Regions from separate parts of the Macaca mulatta genome. Here region 1 is linked to region 2. A link is a contact called in public Hi-C data. All regions are on one chromosome and are shown on one strand. Each heading gives the region's core, a stretch centred on a gene start, on an enhancer-like site or on the middle of the called end of the contact. The rest is flanking DNA. Distances are from core to core; before and after follow the strand shown.

Evidence for each region. Hi-C and Micro-C count contacts between places; a contact is called where the count stands out from the background.
Region 1: a contact with region 2 is called in a Hi-C map of fetal cortex germinal zone, with 7 times the contacts expected there. The contact joins the promoter of CDKN1C here to the promoter of IGF2 in region 2. A contact is called at or near these places in 2 of 14 Hi-C or Micro-C datasets (CD4 T cells and fetal cortex germinal zone).

The regions. Positions count from the first base shown.
Region 1 is chr14:2,788,031-2,794,735 of T2T-MMU8v2.0, forward strand. It overlaps CDKN1C (cyclin dependent kinase inhibitor 1C), which reads right to left and starts at 5,422. Exons shown (of 4, transcript XM_028833065.2): 1 at 5,283-5,422; 2 at 4,271-5,115; 3 at 3,601-3,736; 4 at 2,820-3,518. The coding sequence starts at 5,105. The coding sequence ends at 3,606.
Region 2 is chr14:2,057,805-2,064,754 of T2T-MMU8v2.0, forward strand. It overlaps IGF2 (insulin like growth factor 2), which reads right to left and starts at 4,883. Exons shown (of 4, transcript XM_015113346.3): 1 at 4,509-4,883. The coding sequence starts at 4,694. INS (insulin) reads right to left here. Exons shown (of 3, transcript XM_028833049.2): 3 at 6,018-6,235. The coding sequence ends at 6,090.

The DNA.
Region 1 (6,705 bases), core at 4,172-6,671, 730 kb after region 2:
GCAGGGACCTTCTGTCTCTCTATTCATTGCTAAGTCTCTGGTGCCTGGAACAGGGGCTGGCATGCTGGAGCTTGGAATGTTTACCCAGCCCAGTGCCTCTGCCCTCTGCCTGGATGGCCACAGTGCCATTCTGGTCCCCTCACCCCCTTCCCTCTTGCTGGCGCTCCTCCTTCCTCACCTGGCAGCTGAGATGCTTCTACCACTCCCTGCTTTAGTCCCTCTGGGGCTCCTCACTGCTGGCTGATGAAATCCAACCTTTGGCACTAGTCCATCAGGCCCGAGGAGGTACAGGAGACCAGTAGGACAGGGCAGGGAAGGGGGAGGCCCAGCAGGCACACCCAAAAGACACCCTTACACTACACCATATGTATGCCCGTGTGCCGGCCTCACATGCACCAGCAGGCCAGGCCCGCCAAGATCCCCTGGCACAAGCAGCCTCCCCTGCCTCATCTGTCCTGCCTCACCCTCATCCTCTGGCTCCAACACATCCACCCTTCTCCCTCACCACCTTCATCTGGACTGTCTGTAGATTAACGGAGCAACTGCCTGTCTTCCCAGCCCAGTCCGTGGGACAGGATAGTGCAATGGTTTCCAGGCCTGGTCCCAGAGCACCCCAGCCCAACATCCCTCTGCCCTGCCAAGGTCAGCAGCATGACCTCAGGTGGATTACTCCATGCCTCAGTGTCCTCTTCAAACAAGGAACACGGTGGGACCTGGCTGAAGCTGATCCTGCTTAGCACATGCCTGGCACAGGGAAAAGCCATTGCTATGTGCCTGGCGGTCCTGGTGTCATAGTTCATATGATGATCGTGGATCCCCAGTGGAGCTGGGGTGTGACTCCCACACGGCCGACCCATGAGTGCTCTGGCCGCCAGCCGGTGCCTGTGTTTTCAGCTTGGATGAGGCCTGGGGGCTGGGACGCATGCTCATATCTGCTCTTCCCCAACAGCACGGGTGAGAAGAGAGCTTTGCAAACAGTGCCATCGGGTATTATTTCCATGGCTGTCCCCACATGAGAATCACATAACACAGCACTGGAAAAAACCCTGGACATTTCTCAGCCCAGATGGGGAAACCGAGGCCCCCAGAAGGAAAGGCCAGCTTGCCTGGGTCACATGTGCCCAGAGTCCCACCTGTGACTAGCAGCCCACGGAGGGTGGTGGCCTGTGGGTCCCTGCAGCCAGCTCCTGCCCTGGGGAGAAACTCCTCCTGAGAAATGGCACTGGGCCTCACCTTCACGTCCCCACAAAGCCCTCACACTGCTTTTGAAAAAGCTACCCTTGAGTGATAAGAGGGTGCTGGGCAACCACATGTCCCGTGCCCAGGGGCCAGGACTGTGAGAAGTCAAGCAAGGTAGGAGCCCCACCAGCCCCGGCTGCAGCAGGAGGCCTGGCAGCAAGCAGATGCCACTGTGGATGATGAGGATCCACCCTAGCAGATCGGTCACCAGAAACAGTTAACTCAGGTTACCCTGTGCACCCACGAACTGCCTGCCAAGCACGTGGTCCAGCCTCCTCCCAGCCCAGGGCAGAAGGCACTGCCACCCTCCTTTATCTCAGAAGGGAAAGGGCTTTGTGCTGCTCACACAGGTGAATGCTGCGGTTTCTCCACTGGGGAGAGGTTTGAAGGTTGAAGCCAGGTCTACATGGGTCTGGTCCCTCGTTACCATCGGCTGAGGGTCCCTGTTGCTGAGACAAAGCAGCGGGACCTGCCACTCTCAGGTCCCAGGGGCATTTCCCAGAGTCTGGCCCCAGCTGGGCCTCGAGGCCAGCCCCTTCGCCCTCCTTGCCCAGCCCTTCCAGGCAGCTGGGGGAGGCTCAGTTAATTATATGTCTAAATACATCTCGAGCATCTCAAGTTGAGCCCCCCCTTTGTCCCTGACCCAGTGCGGGGCCGGCGGGGAGGGAAGTCAGCAACTGTCACGTAGGGCCCCATGAGGGTCCACCAGCTCTTTTCTTCTCCTAGCCCAAGGCACCAGCAAAAACACTGCTAGCTGTTCTGTTTTTGCTATTTTACGTCACCCTTTCCATTGTAAGCCATAATTTTCAGAGGTTTATAGGTCAGCTATTAAAAAAATAATAAACGTCTCTTTTACCAAGAGGGAGCGCTTTGAAACTAGTCGGCTGGTAGGGCCCAGTGTGGGTGCACAGGGAGGCACACAGCCTCGACTTCTTCCACCAAAGCCTGGTCATCAGAAACCACCCCTCCCCATGCCCTCCTGGTTCCAGGGCACCACCCCTTTGTGTTCTCATTTCTCCCTCTCCTCAGAGGCTTCGAGGCTGCCCCCCTCCACTGCAGGTGTGACTAGACCTTGAACATTTTGGGTGTTTTGTGGCAAGACCTAGGGAGACCCTGGTGCAAGGCCTGAAGAAAAGTCTGTAGGACTGGATGTGTCTTGGTGGAGTCCTGCTCCCCACCCTCCACCCCAGCACATCCTCAAACTAGCAGGGTCCTGAGCCCATCAGCTGGGGGCAGAGGGGTTTCTCATGGTTTCCTTTAAACAAGCCTGAGTCTGGGCAGCAAGTCAGGGGCTGTGCTCCCTGCCTGCTGGGGCTATGTGAAGCCCACGCTTGTCTTTCTGCAGCCCCGCAGGTGGGAGGTGATAAATGCAGGGTGCACTGCAGGCCGGCCGCCCCTCCTGAGATAAGGGAACTGGAGCAGGTGGATTTGGGCCAGGCCCAGCCAGGAGAGAGGCTTCCCCTTTTGGATGGACTGGGGATGCCCACTTTGGCCTGCTCTCTCCTGCGTTCTAGCTCTCCAGCTTTTGGGGGTGCAGGAGAAGGGAGCTGGAGGCAGGCACAAGCACAAACAGACTGGAGTTGCAGCATTTTTCGGCCTCTTTATTTAGAACCCGGCGGACGAGGGGCCGGGGCAGTGGTACAGACGGCTCAGGAACCATTTTAACAGATTTGTCTTCAAGTTTAAGATAAACACAGTAATATAAGAGAGCGAGCGAAAGCGCGAAGAGACTGCAAGCTAGATGGGCATGTATGGCAGCTACAGCTTGTGAGTGACCCCTTTCCCCAGAGTCCGCGATGGAAATAAAGTTACACTTGTCAATAACCGGATGTGGGAGATGGATGGTGCCTTTGGCATAACCAATAACCAAGCTAGTGCGTGGCAGAGCGGTCCACGCCTGGACATAAATAGAAAATATAAGTTAGTATAACTTTAAAAACTTTTTGTACAAATATACATGGTTTTTTTATTTTTTCCTTTTTTTTTTCTTTTTTCTTTTTTTTTTGCACTGAGTTTCAGCAGAGATTAAACATTTTATATAAATGACTCTTAAAGCTTTACACCTTGGGACCAGTGTACCTTCTCGTGCAGAATACATTTAGATATAAAAAGACGTTATTAATACATTGCACAGTTTTCAAAATTTAAACACAAAACCGAACGCTGCTCTGCGGCAGCCGCCGCCGGTTGCTGCTACATGAACGGTCCCAGCCGAGGCCCAGCGCCCTTCCAACGTCCGCTGCCCCGGCAGGTTCCCTCGGGGCTCTTTGGGCTCTAAACTGTGGGGAGAAGGGCGGTCAGGAAAGCCGGCGGGGACCCCGCGGGTCAGCCCCCCGCACCCCCCAGGTGCGCTGTACTCACTTCGCTCACCGCAGCCTCTTGCGCGGGGTCTGCTCCACCGAGCCCACTCCAGGGGCGGCGCTGGGAGCGGGACACGGCGCGGGGACATCGCCCGACGACTTCTCAGGCGCTGATCTCTTGCGCTTGGCGAAGAAATCTGCGGGCGACAGCGCGCGCGGCCGGTCAGGGCGGGGCCGGCCCGGAGCCCCGAGAGGGGGCCAGGAGAGGGCACGGGGCGCGGGCCGGCCGGGGTGGGGGCGCCGTCCCCGCCCGCGCCGAGGTCCGCGGCGGGTCAGCTTTGTTTACGTCGCCGCGCAATGTGCTGTGTAAGCATTTCCCCTTGTCCCGCGGCCAAGCCCCCCGGGGCCGCCGCCGCGCTTAACCCCCTCCGCGCCGTGCTCACGGAGCCCGGCCGCGCCCGGGGAGGGGCTCCCGCGCCAGGGGCGAAGACCGCGCTCCCGGGGGGTCGCGGCCGGGACTCAGCCTCCCACCCCGCCCGCGCAAAGCCGCTGGAGGACATAACAACGGGGCGGGGAGGGGGGTGCGGGCGCAGCCGCGCCCTGAGCGCTGCGGGCCCTTTAATGCCACGGGAGGAGGCGGGAACCCAGCGAGGCCCCCGAGGGCTGGGGGGACCGGCCGGCCGGACAAAGCGGGGCCGGGCCGGGCCGGGGCGGGGCCGTGCGGGGCTCACCGGAGATCAGAGGCCCGGACAGCTTCTTGATCGCCGCGCCGTTGGCGCTGGCGGCCGCGGTGCCGGCCGCGGGACGTCCCGAAATCCCCGAGTGCAGCTGGTCAGCGAGAGGCTCCTGGCCGCGCTGCCCCTGGTTCGCGCCCTGCTCGGCGCTCTCTTGAGGCGCCGCGTCCTGGGCCGGGGCCGGGGCCGGGGCCGGGACGGGGGCCGGGGCCGGCGCCGGGGCCGGGGCCGGGGCCACGACTGGGGCCGGGGCTGGGGCCGGGGCCACGACTGGAGCCGGGGCCGGGGCCGGAGCCGGAGCCGGAGCCGGGGCCGGGGCCGGGGCCGGGGCCAGGACCGGGGCCGGGGCCAAGACCGCGACCGCGACCGGAGCCGCAACCGGAGCCGGGGCCGGGGCTGGAGCCAGGACCGGGGCTGGGGGCGGGGTGGACGGCGGGGCCGGGACCGGGACATTAGGCAGCTGCTCCGGCGCCTCCTCGAGGCCGTCGAGGGACTCAGCGGCCGGCTCGAGGGGCGGGCTGACAGCCACCGCGACCGCGACGGGCCGCGGCGCCAGCAGCAGGCGGCAGCGCCCCACCTGCACCGTCTCGCGGTAGAACGCGGGCACCGAGTCGCTGTCCACTTCGGTCCACTGCAGGCGTCCTGGGCCCCGCAGCGGCATGTCCTGCTGGAAGTCGTAATCCCAGCGGTTCTGGTCCTCGGCGTTCAGCTCGGCCAGGCGGGCCTGCAGCTCGCGGCTCAACTCCTCGTGGTCCACCGGCCCGAAGAGGCTGCGGCAGGCGCTGGTGCGCACAAGTACTGGGAAGGTCCCACGGGCGACAAGACGCTCCATCGTAGATGTGCTGCAGAGGGACGCGTCGGACATGGCCCGGGGCTGCGCGAACGCGGGCAGCGAGAGAGGAGAGGACAGCGAGAAGAAGGGGAAAGGAGAGGAGGGGAGGGCGGAGGCCGGGTGCAAGGGAGACCCCGCGCCGCCCGACTCTGCGTGTGCGAGGGACGCGGCGGCTACCTGGCTGTCCGGTGGTAGACTCTCCTGCGTCGGGTTCGTCTGTCTCGTTCGGCCGGCAGCCGCGCCCCCTCGATGCCTGCTGGCTCGCTCGCTGGATCAGACCTGGCTGGCACCCCTCGAGCACAGCGCACTTGGCCTGTGGAACGCCCAGCCCGCCTGGGCCCCCTTTATACGCGCGGGCCCCACCCCCGTGCGCGCGGGCCCGGCCGCGATTAGCATAATGTAGTATTTTCAGTTTCAACAACACCGCGGCGATTGGCTGCCTCCCCGCTGCCCCGCCCCTCCGCGGCCCGGCCCCAGAGCACCGCCCATTGGCCGCGCGCACACCCACCGGGGGAGGGGCGGGGCGCGCGGCCGGGGCGCGCGGCTGATTGGCGGCCGCGGGGCGAGCGCGCTGTAGCAGGGGAAGGGGGCGGTGAGCGGGGCGGGGGCGGGAGTTAAAGGGCGCTGCGGGCGGTAACGTGACACCGCGACGCCCCGCCCCCTCGCCCCATCCCCCCTGCAAACCCCCCCCCCCCGCTCCCGCCCCCCGCCGGCTCCTTTGTCTGCAGGCGGGGGCCTCAGCCCTGCGCGGCAGGGGCTGGCTCCCGGCGGGTCCAGTGTCCGGCCAGGCCCAGCTCGACCCCGGCCCGGTCCGGACCCCAGCTCCTAGCTCCGTCCCGCGCTCGCCCCTGGGCCTCCTGCGCCAGCTGACAGGGCTTGGACCCGCCGCTGCCAGCTTGGCCCTGGCCTGCGCCGGATGGGGTCTTCGGCTGCCCCCGCGCGGCCTGCTGCTGCTGGGCTGGTGTCCTTTCGAGGGCTCCGCGCACCTGGAGCCCTCACACACCTGCTGGCCCTAAAGCCCTCGAGTCGGGAGGGAGGACAGGGGTCAGCTCCACTCTTTCCCCGTGGGACCATGTGTGGGACACCTTGAGAGACTCCCACCAGCCCCCTGGAGCTGGAGTCTGAAGCCGCTATCTGCGGAGGTCCACCCTGCCCAGTAGATGGAACAGAGGCTGAGCCCATCATGTCACTGTCGGGGGTCCCAGCCCTTCTCAGCCTTGGGCCGGACCACTCCAGCCCCGGAATCTGCCTGTCCAGGCTAGCTGGAGGCAGTTGTACTGGGTAAAAGTGAAAGATCTGCCCGAGGTCACAGGGGAAGGGGCTGTGAAGAAGCATGCCCCTCCCCCGCCTGCAGCCCTTCCTGGTACAGACCTTGGTCGTGCGCACACGCACACACACACACACACACGCGCGCGCGCGCACACACACACACACACACACAGTGCTTCACCCCAGCCAGGCCAGACCAAGAGAGACCATTATTTCCCGCTGCCTCCCTTTTGACCCACTTACCATGAGGCAGGAAGCCCCCTCCTGAAACCGGGAGCCTCCCAGGTCGGGAGGGGGACTGTCAGACACCTGTTGGAGGGTCCAGCAGCCC
Region 2 (6,950 bases), core at 3,633-6,132:
CCCACGGAGGACATGTCAGCTTCCCCTTGCTGTGGTGCCCAGACACGAAACACACCCGCGGGGTTGTCCCCGTAATTTGAAGGCCCAGAAAGCAGCTCACGTGTGTACTGAAGCCAGAGGCGCAGCTGCCCGAGGGCTGCCGCTCACAGACACCACTGAGCTACACCACCCGGCAGCCGAGGCAGGCAGGGGCTCCTTTGATTCCCTTCTGATAGATGAGGGAACCAAGGCCCAGAGATGCTAAGTGACTTTCCCAAGGCCACACAGCCACCAGTAGCAGAGCCAGGACATCAACGCCACCTGCCAGCTCTCACCCTTCAACCCCACACTGGCCCGGGTGGACACTCACTGGCCCTGTGGACACTGAGGGCCTGTGGCTTCTTGGCACCCACAGATCACAGCCCGTTGTAGACCTTGAGGCCACAGCCACCCCTTCTTCATTGTCAGGGCCAGCCCATGCCCAGCCAGGGGGAAGGACCCAGGTGCTAACTCCGTATGGGTCTCTGACGAGGGCAGCATGGGCAGTGCTGGGCTGGGTCTGTGCCCCTGGCAGTGGGAGCCCAGCGTGGACTCATGCTTAAGGCTGCAGTGCTGGCAGGGTCTGGGACACCTCCTTCAGGAAGCCTCTCAGCTTGCTGGCTCCTGCCTGCTCTGTTCTGAGCTCTGGTGGTGCAGCTGGAGCTGGCATGGGGTGCCCCAGCCCTCCCTCTCTCCCCTAGTTCTCAGGCAACTCCTCCCCCTACCTGGAGCCTGGCCGCCTGCTCCCTCCTTCCCCACAGCTGGGCCTAGGTTGGGAAGTGCCCATGGAGCATCTGCCCTGGGCCCAACGCCCGGGTGGCAAGGGAGGAAGCCCACCTTCCACTCGCCCCTGCCCCTGAAAGCTTTCCTTGCATCTTGGAGGTCAGGGCTCGGAGGGCCCAATGGAAGACCAAGCAGCCATCTCCGGAGTCGGGGTTTGGGAGCCTCATCGCCTCCACCATGGGGTCCCCAGGATCTCCTCCCAGCCCCGTCCTCACCACCCACCCAGCCACCCGTGTGTAATGGGCCCATGCCAGGGATCCTGTGCTCTAGAGAGGATCAGGGGATGCCCAAGGTCCCTCCGAAGCTGGGCAGCAGCAGGCCTGGATGTGGGCAGGTGGTGGCCCTGTGGAGGCTGGGCTGGGTTGGGACCGAGCTTTGAAGTGAAGGTGGACTTTGAAGACAGAAGGGTGCGATTTGAGTCCCAGCGTGAGCAGCCGCAAGTTGGCAGGGCTATGGGGGGCTCTGGCTCTGTTTTCCAAAAACACAGATGGGCTGGGAAGAGGGTCAGAGAGAGGCCTGGGCGGAATGTGGGGCCCGCGGCGCCCCCGAGGTTCTGATGACTCAGCAGCCTGGGCTGCAGGGGGCAGGGGGCAGAGCCTCCCCGAAGCCTACAGGCCTGCGGACCCCCAGGGCCGGGCCTCCTCGAGGCCGGTCTCCATCCCTGGCAAGGGCGGGACTGGCTCTGGCGCAGCCCTCAGCAGCCCTGTGACACTGCCCAGGGGTCACAGCCACCTGGGTCTAGACATTCTCAGCCTCCCTGGGTGAGGAGAGCCTGGCAGGCACCACCTATCTTTCCCTCGGCCTGAGGGACCCCGACTCTGACTTAGTCCTCGGTCCACAGGCACCCTGAGATCTCTGCCATCTCCCTGCCTTGGAAAGTGCGGACTGTGGGGTGACTTTTGGTACAGCCCCAAGCCAGCTTCTAAGGGCAGCCTCAGGGACACTGGGAGGCTTGGAGCCTGCCTCAGCAGTCCCTGGGGTCAAGGAGGATGTCACCCGACAGCAGCAGATGGGCAGGAAGTGGGGAGTCCAAGCGAGGTGGGGTGGGGACTGGGGCCACCTGGGAGCAGGGGAGTGAGCTGAGGACGCGGAGGAGCGGGTGGGAGGCCAGCAGGGAGCTTGGCGCCAGCACAGCGCGGCTGGGCCACGAGAGGGACGATGGGGTACCGCCTCCGGCCGGCCCCACTTTCGAAGGAATCTGCCTTGCTGTTCCTGCGGCCGAGGCCAGAAACAATAGTGGGAGGAAGGGCGGAGGGTGCGGAGGCGGCACCCCAGTGTGTCATCTCCGCGTTCCCAGACCTTGTCTACCCCTGCCCCCAAACATTATTTCCAGAGTGGACCTCCCTCTCCTCGCGGCGCTGGCGGAGGGGAGCGTGGGAACACGCTAACCCTGAGCTGCCCGGACCCCAGTTCCAGGCCTTCCATGCCCCCAGATCCCAGTCCCTGAAGCCCCCTCCTCACATGGGAACCAGGACTCGACCTTCCGACTGGAGTGGCTGAGGGATGGAGCCCCCTGGCCACCACTGGCCTCCAGCCTCAGTAGCCCCCAGGGGCCCTGGGGACCCTCAGCAAAACCCACAGCCCGGTCCACCTCCGGCCACGGTGGGCTCAGCCATGACGAGGATGGGACAGAGTCCCCCTGGTCTTCTCACCCTGGCTCTCTGTGATTCTAGGGCCCGCAGGTGGGGCTCAGAGTCTAGCCAGAGGCTTTCTCGGAATATTAGAGACCCAGGACGTTTGTCCCGGCCCTCTGAGAAACCCAGGCCAGTGAGAAGCTGGCCTGAGGCTTGACTTGGGGGCCAAGACTGGACCTGAGCAGGCCGGGGGCCTCGGTGGACCCCCTCATCATCATCAGATGCCTCCTCTCATTCCTAAGCCCCACGCTCTTCAGAGTGCCCATCAGGGCCCCCCACAGCTCCCAAGAGTGTCCGGCAGGGCCCCCACAGGCTCCCACAGGCCCCACAGCCCCTGGGAGTGCCCGGCAGGGGCAGGGGCAGGATGCAGCTGCTCAGACCCTGGGTGGCGGCCGGAGCCTGGACCCGTGGCTGGTGGCTGGAGTGCATCAAAAGTGAGGCTCTGATGCCATCTGCTGGTCGCACCTGTGAATGGCGGCTCCTGGCCACAGTGCTGGGAGTGGAAAGGTGCCCATCCCGGAACAAGCTACCTCATAGCCTGGCTGGAGACAGACACTGGCCAATGTTCCGCCCAAGTTCTGCCCAGGGCTACCTTTCCCAGCAGCTCAGGCTTAAATACCACCTGTCTTGGCCTCACTCTCTTCCCTGGGCTGGACCCCTGCTGGGCACCAGGACCTGAAGGGCAGGGGGGTACCCTCAGCACCCCTGAGTCCACTCTCATCCCCCCAGGGTCTGCTCAGGCCTGGAGACAGGGAGGACAGTAAATATTTGCTGCCGACAGGGGAAGGCAAACACTGCCCCAACGGCCAGGCAAAGGTGCCAGTTATCCATGCCAGAAGCAGACGTAATCCAGGGAGCCAGCCTGGAGGCAGCCACACCGCAGTGTGTCCTGGGTGGGTGGGGGCACGTGCCGTGTGCCTGGTTCCAGGTTTCAGTCTCCACTTAAGGAACGTGGTACAAGAGTTTCCTCCCTGCTCAGCACATGTGAAGGCAGGATGCCCAGACAGAAGGCTGTGTGCGGGATGGACTGCAGGCTGTCCTGAGTCCTCTAGGAATGGGCAGAGGCTTCTAGGGGGGCCGGCAGGTTTGGGGAGCCTTGGGGAGCAGTTGCCTTGTGACTGGGGAGCAGTTAGATGCACCCAACGCCAGGGTGACCACCGGGGCTGGAGGCAGCTGAGTGCCCCTGCCAGCCCGGTGGGCGTGTGGAGCCCAGGTTCCAAGGCCAGGCAGGTCTCTGGACACTGAAGGGCTGTCTTTTAACTTCCCAGAAGGGGCGGAGCATAGGCAGCGGCCCAGCAGGCGTTGCAGAGCCAAGCTCTGTGGGCCTGGCTCACATGGGGTGACCTGGGGGCTCCGGGAGCATCCATGCTCCCCAGCCAGGGCATCTGGGCACCGGTGCCCAAGGTGGTGCCTGACAGGAAACTCGGTCTGATGCTCTCTCTGCCACCTGGATCACCTTGGCCAGCTGCTTCTCACTGGGCCTGGGGGGATGGAGGGGTGATCCCTTGCCCTGGTTCTGGTCTCCCGTGTCCACCTTTTCTAGGACACAGTGTGTGGGGGGTGGGGTCAGGTGCTGGAGAAGACAGGCTTGGGGGACAGAGTCCTGGGTCTCAACAAGGTGAAAACTGGCCCCAGCTCTGGCCCAGGGCAGCTGAGGGTTCCGTGAACCGTGGCTGCGTCTCTTTTGGGTGGGCAGCCTTGCCCTCTCCTGAGGCCTCAGGCCAGAAGTCCCCCAGGACAGAGGTCACAGAAAATTTGGCCCCTCAAAGGACACTCCTCAGCCCCTAGCACCAGCCAGTGCCAGCTGCTCTGCAAGTCCTGGAAGGCTGGGGTGGTTCCAGGAGTCCCTGGACACCCAAGGGCTCCTCCTGCTACCCTCCACTCCAACACATGGTCCCCCACAGAGCGCTGACCCTCCCTTCCCAGAACAGACCTCTGCCCATCACTCCCTACGACCTTGTTGGCCATCAGGTTCGGCCAGGGCAACAGCTTGGCCAATGGCCACCTGGTGGGCAGCCTCCCAGCTGGCCCACCAGGTCCTGCTCTGGCCCAGCCCCGCGCGAGCTCACATACCTCAGCTCCAGCAGGGCGCCCCGTCTCTACCCGTGCGAGAGGGGCCGGCCGGGTGTTCCCATGGACGGCTGCTGCCGATCCCAGCCACCGCCTCCCTCCTCTTCCGGGGCCAGTGTCCGGCCGTCCACCCGCCTGCCCAGCCTTGGCCCCCACTCTGGAGGCGGGGCTAGCTGGGGGCTGTGACATCTCTGGGTGGAGGGGGCTGATGTGGTCATGGGGAAGGGGTGAGCTCAGAGCTTTAGGGACCGGGCTGCCCCAGTGGCCAGGTCCCTAACAGGAGGGTGAGCTCCTGGCCTCGAGGCCCAAGCTGGCAGTGGTCTGCAGCCACAGCCCATGCCAGTCCCAGGCTCAGCCATCCCCAGCCCAGCCCTGGGTGGGGCTCTCAGGAAAGGTGCAGATTGGTTTGGCCTGGGCAGCAGGCAGGTTGGCCCAGCCACAGGGTAGCTAGGGTCACCCGCTGACCTCCCAGGCCACAGTAGGTCCAGGCAGCCCCTGGGTTCTCGTCTGCCCACTAGGCTGAATGCCCAGCAGAGCCAACCTGTGCTCAGGGGTGCTGAAGAAGAGGCTGCGTGTCAGGATCCCCAAGGACCTGGAATCAGAATGACCTTATCACCAGGGCCCGTCAGCCCTTCTGGGTGAGCAGCAGGTCTGTAGCAAAGGAAGCCAGCCAAGTGGCCCTGCTTTCTGGGAGAGGGAGGGCTAAGGGTCCACAGAGGGACCCTGGCCCTAGTCTCTGCCTCTGTGGCCCTGGTGGTTCCCTGGTCCTCTTGGGCTGCAATCCTTAGGGCCTTATGGCCAGGGTGCCCAAGGTGTGGGCTCTGAGGCCCTGCCCAGTGCTGCCATGGTCCCTGCACCTGCCCCAGCTCATGGTGCCATCTGACCTCTCCTGCTTCCTCCAAGGCACCAGTGGGTCCTTCAGGTGTCTGGCTGGGCCTGGGCTGGCATAGGCTGTGGCTGCAGACAGCTGCCAGCTTGGGCCTCGAGACCAGGGTATGTGACTGTCCCGGGGCTGCCCAGAGCTGGGGATAGCGGGTGGCACTCGGCAGCCTCTCCCCACCTTCCCAGCCCCCTGCTCTGCAGGAACCCCTCCCTCAGCCCAGCCTCCTCCCTCCACAGGGACTCCAACAGAAATAGCTCTAAAAATAGGACCTGGGAGGGCTAGGTGGGGGAAAGTTGCTGGAATGTTCTCATTCCCTTTCCTGAACAAGGTCTCTGGGGACTCCAAGGGTCCAGAGCTACTGAACAAGAAGTCATTTCTCAGTGGTCCCACCACCCCTGGCCTCTCAGCGACCCCCCCAGCTCTGATACTGGACCCTGAGCCACAGGGTAGGGGTAGCAGGCAGCCGACAGGCATCGCCGCTTTGGGGAGAGCCACTGCATGGCGGGCCTGGCCAGCATTGGCACCTGTGGGCACCCAGAGAGCATGGAGACAGCTGGGAGGGGCTCACAACACTGCCCGGAAGCGGGGCCTGTCCCAGGGCCCCCAAGACACACAGACGGCACAGCAGGGCTGGTTCAAGGGCTTTATTCGATCTCTCTTGGTGCAGGAGGCGGAGGGTGTGGGCCGCCTGCGGGCCGCATCTAGTTGCAGTAGTTCTCCAGCTGGTAGAGGGAGCAGATGCTGGTGCAGCACTGCTCCACGATGCCGCGCTTCTGCAGGGACCCCTCCAGCGCCAAGGGCTGCAGGCTGCCTGCGCCAGGGCCCCCGCCCAGCTCCACCTGCCCCACTGCCAGGGCAGGCCGTGCAGAGCAGGTCGCGGAGCAGCAGCGAGGCAGAGGGACACAGGAGGACACAGTCAGGGAGAGACAGTGCCCACCTGCCCACCAGCCCCAGGTCGCACTCCCACCTGTCTCCAGCCAAGCCGGGCCCAGGTTAGAGGGAGGGTCACCCACACTGGGTGTGGACCCACAGGCCCCAATGCCCACATGTCCTACCTCCTTCCCCCGCCCCAGGGCGGTGCCATAGTGGGAGCCTGAACAGGTGCCCCCGGTTCTTCTCCCCAGGGCCTGTCCCCAGCATCTTCCCCATCTCCTGACTACGGAGCTGCCATGAGGCCTGGCGACAGGGGTCTGGCCCACTCAGGCAGGCAGCGTGGGGCACCCTGTGACCCCAGGTCACCCAGGACTTGTACTCAACAAAACACTTGAATCTGTGGTCATCAAATGAGGGTGGAGAAATGGGCTGCGGGGCATTTGTGTGACGGGCGAGTGGAGGGAGGAACGTGCCCACCCTCTGACGTATGTCAGGGCTCAGCTGCTGAAGCTAACGCCGTGCTCAAGCTGAGCTTCTGACTGGGCCACAGGGAGCTGGTCACTTTTAGGAGGTGACCAAGAGAACTTCATTTCTTTTTAAAAAAAGTACTCCTGACCCCCTGCTGGGTGGCAGCCTCCTGCCCCCTTCTGTCCACGCTGGGTGGGAGCGCCAGGAGCAGGGGGTGGCTG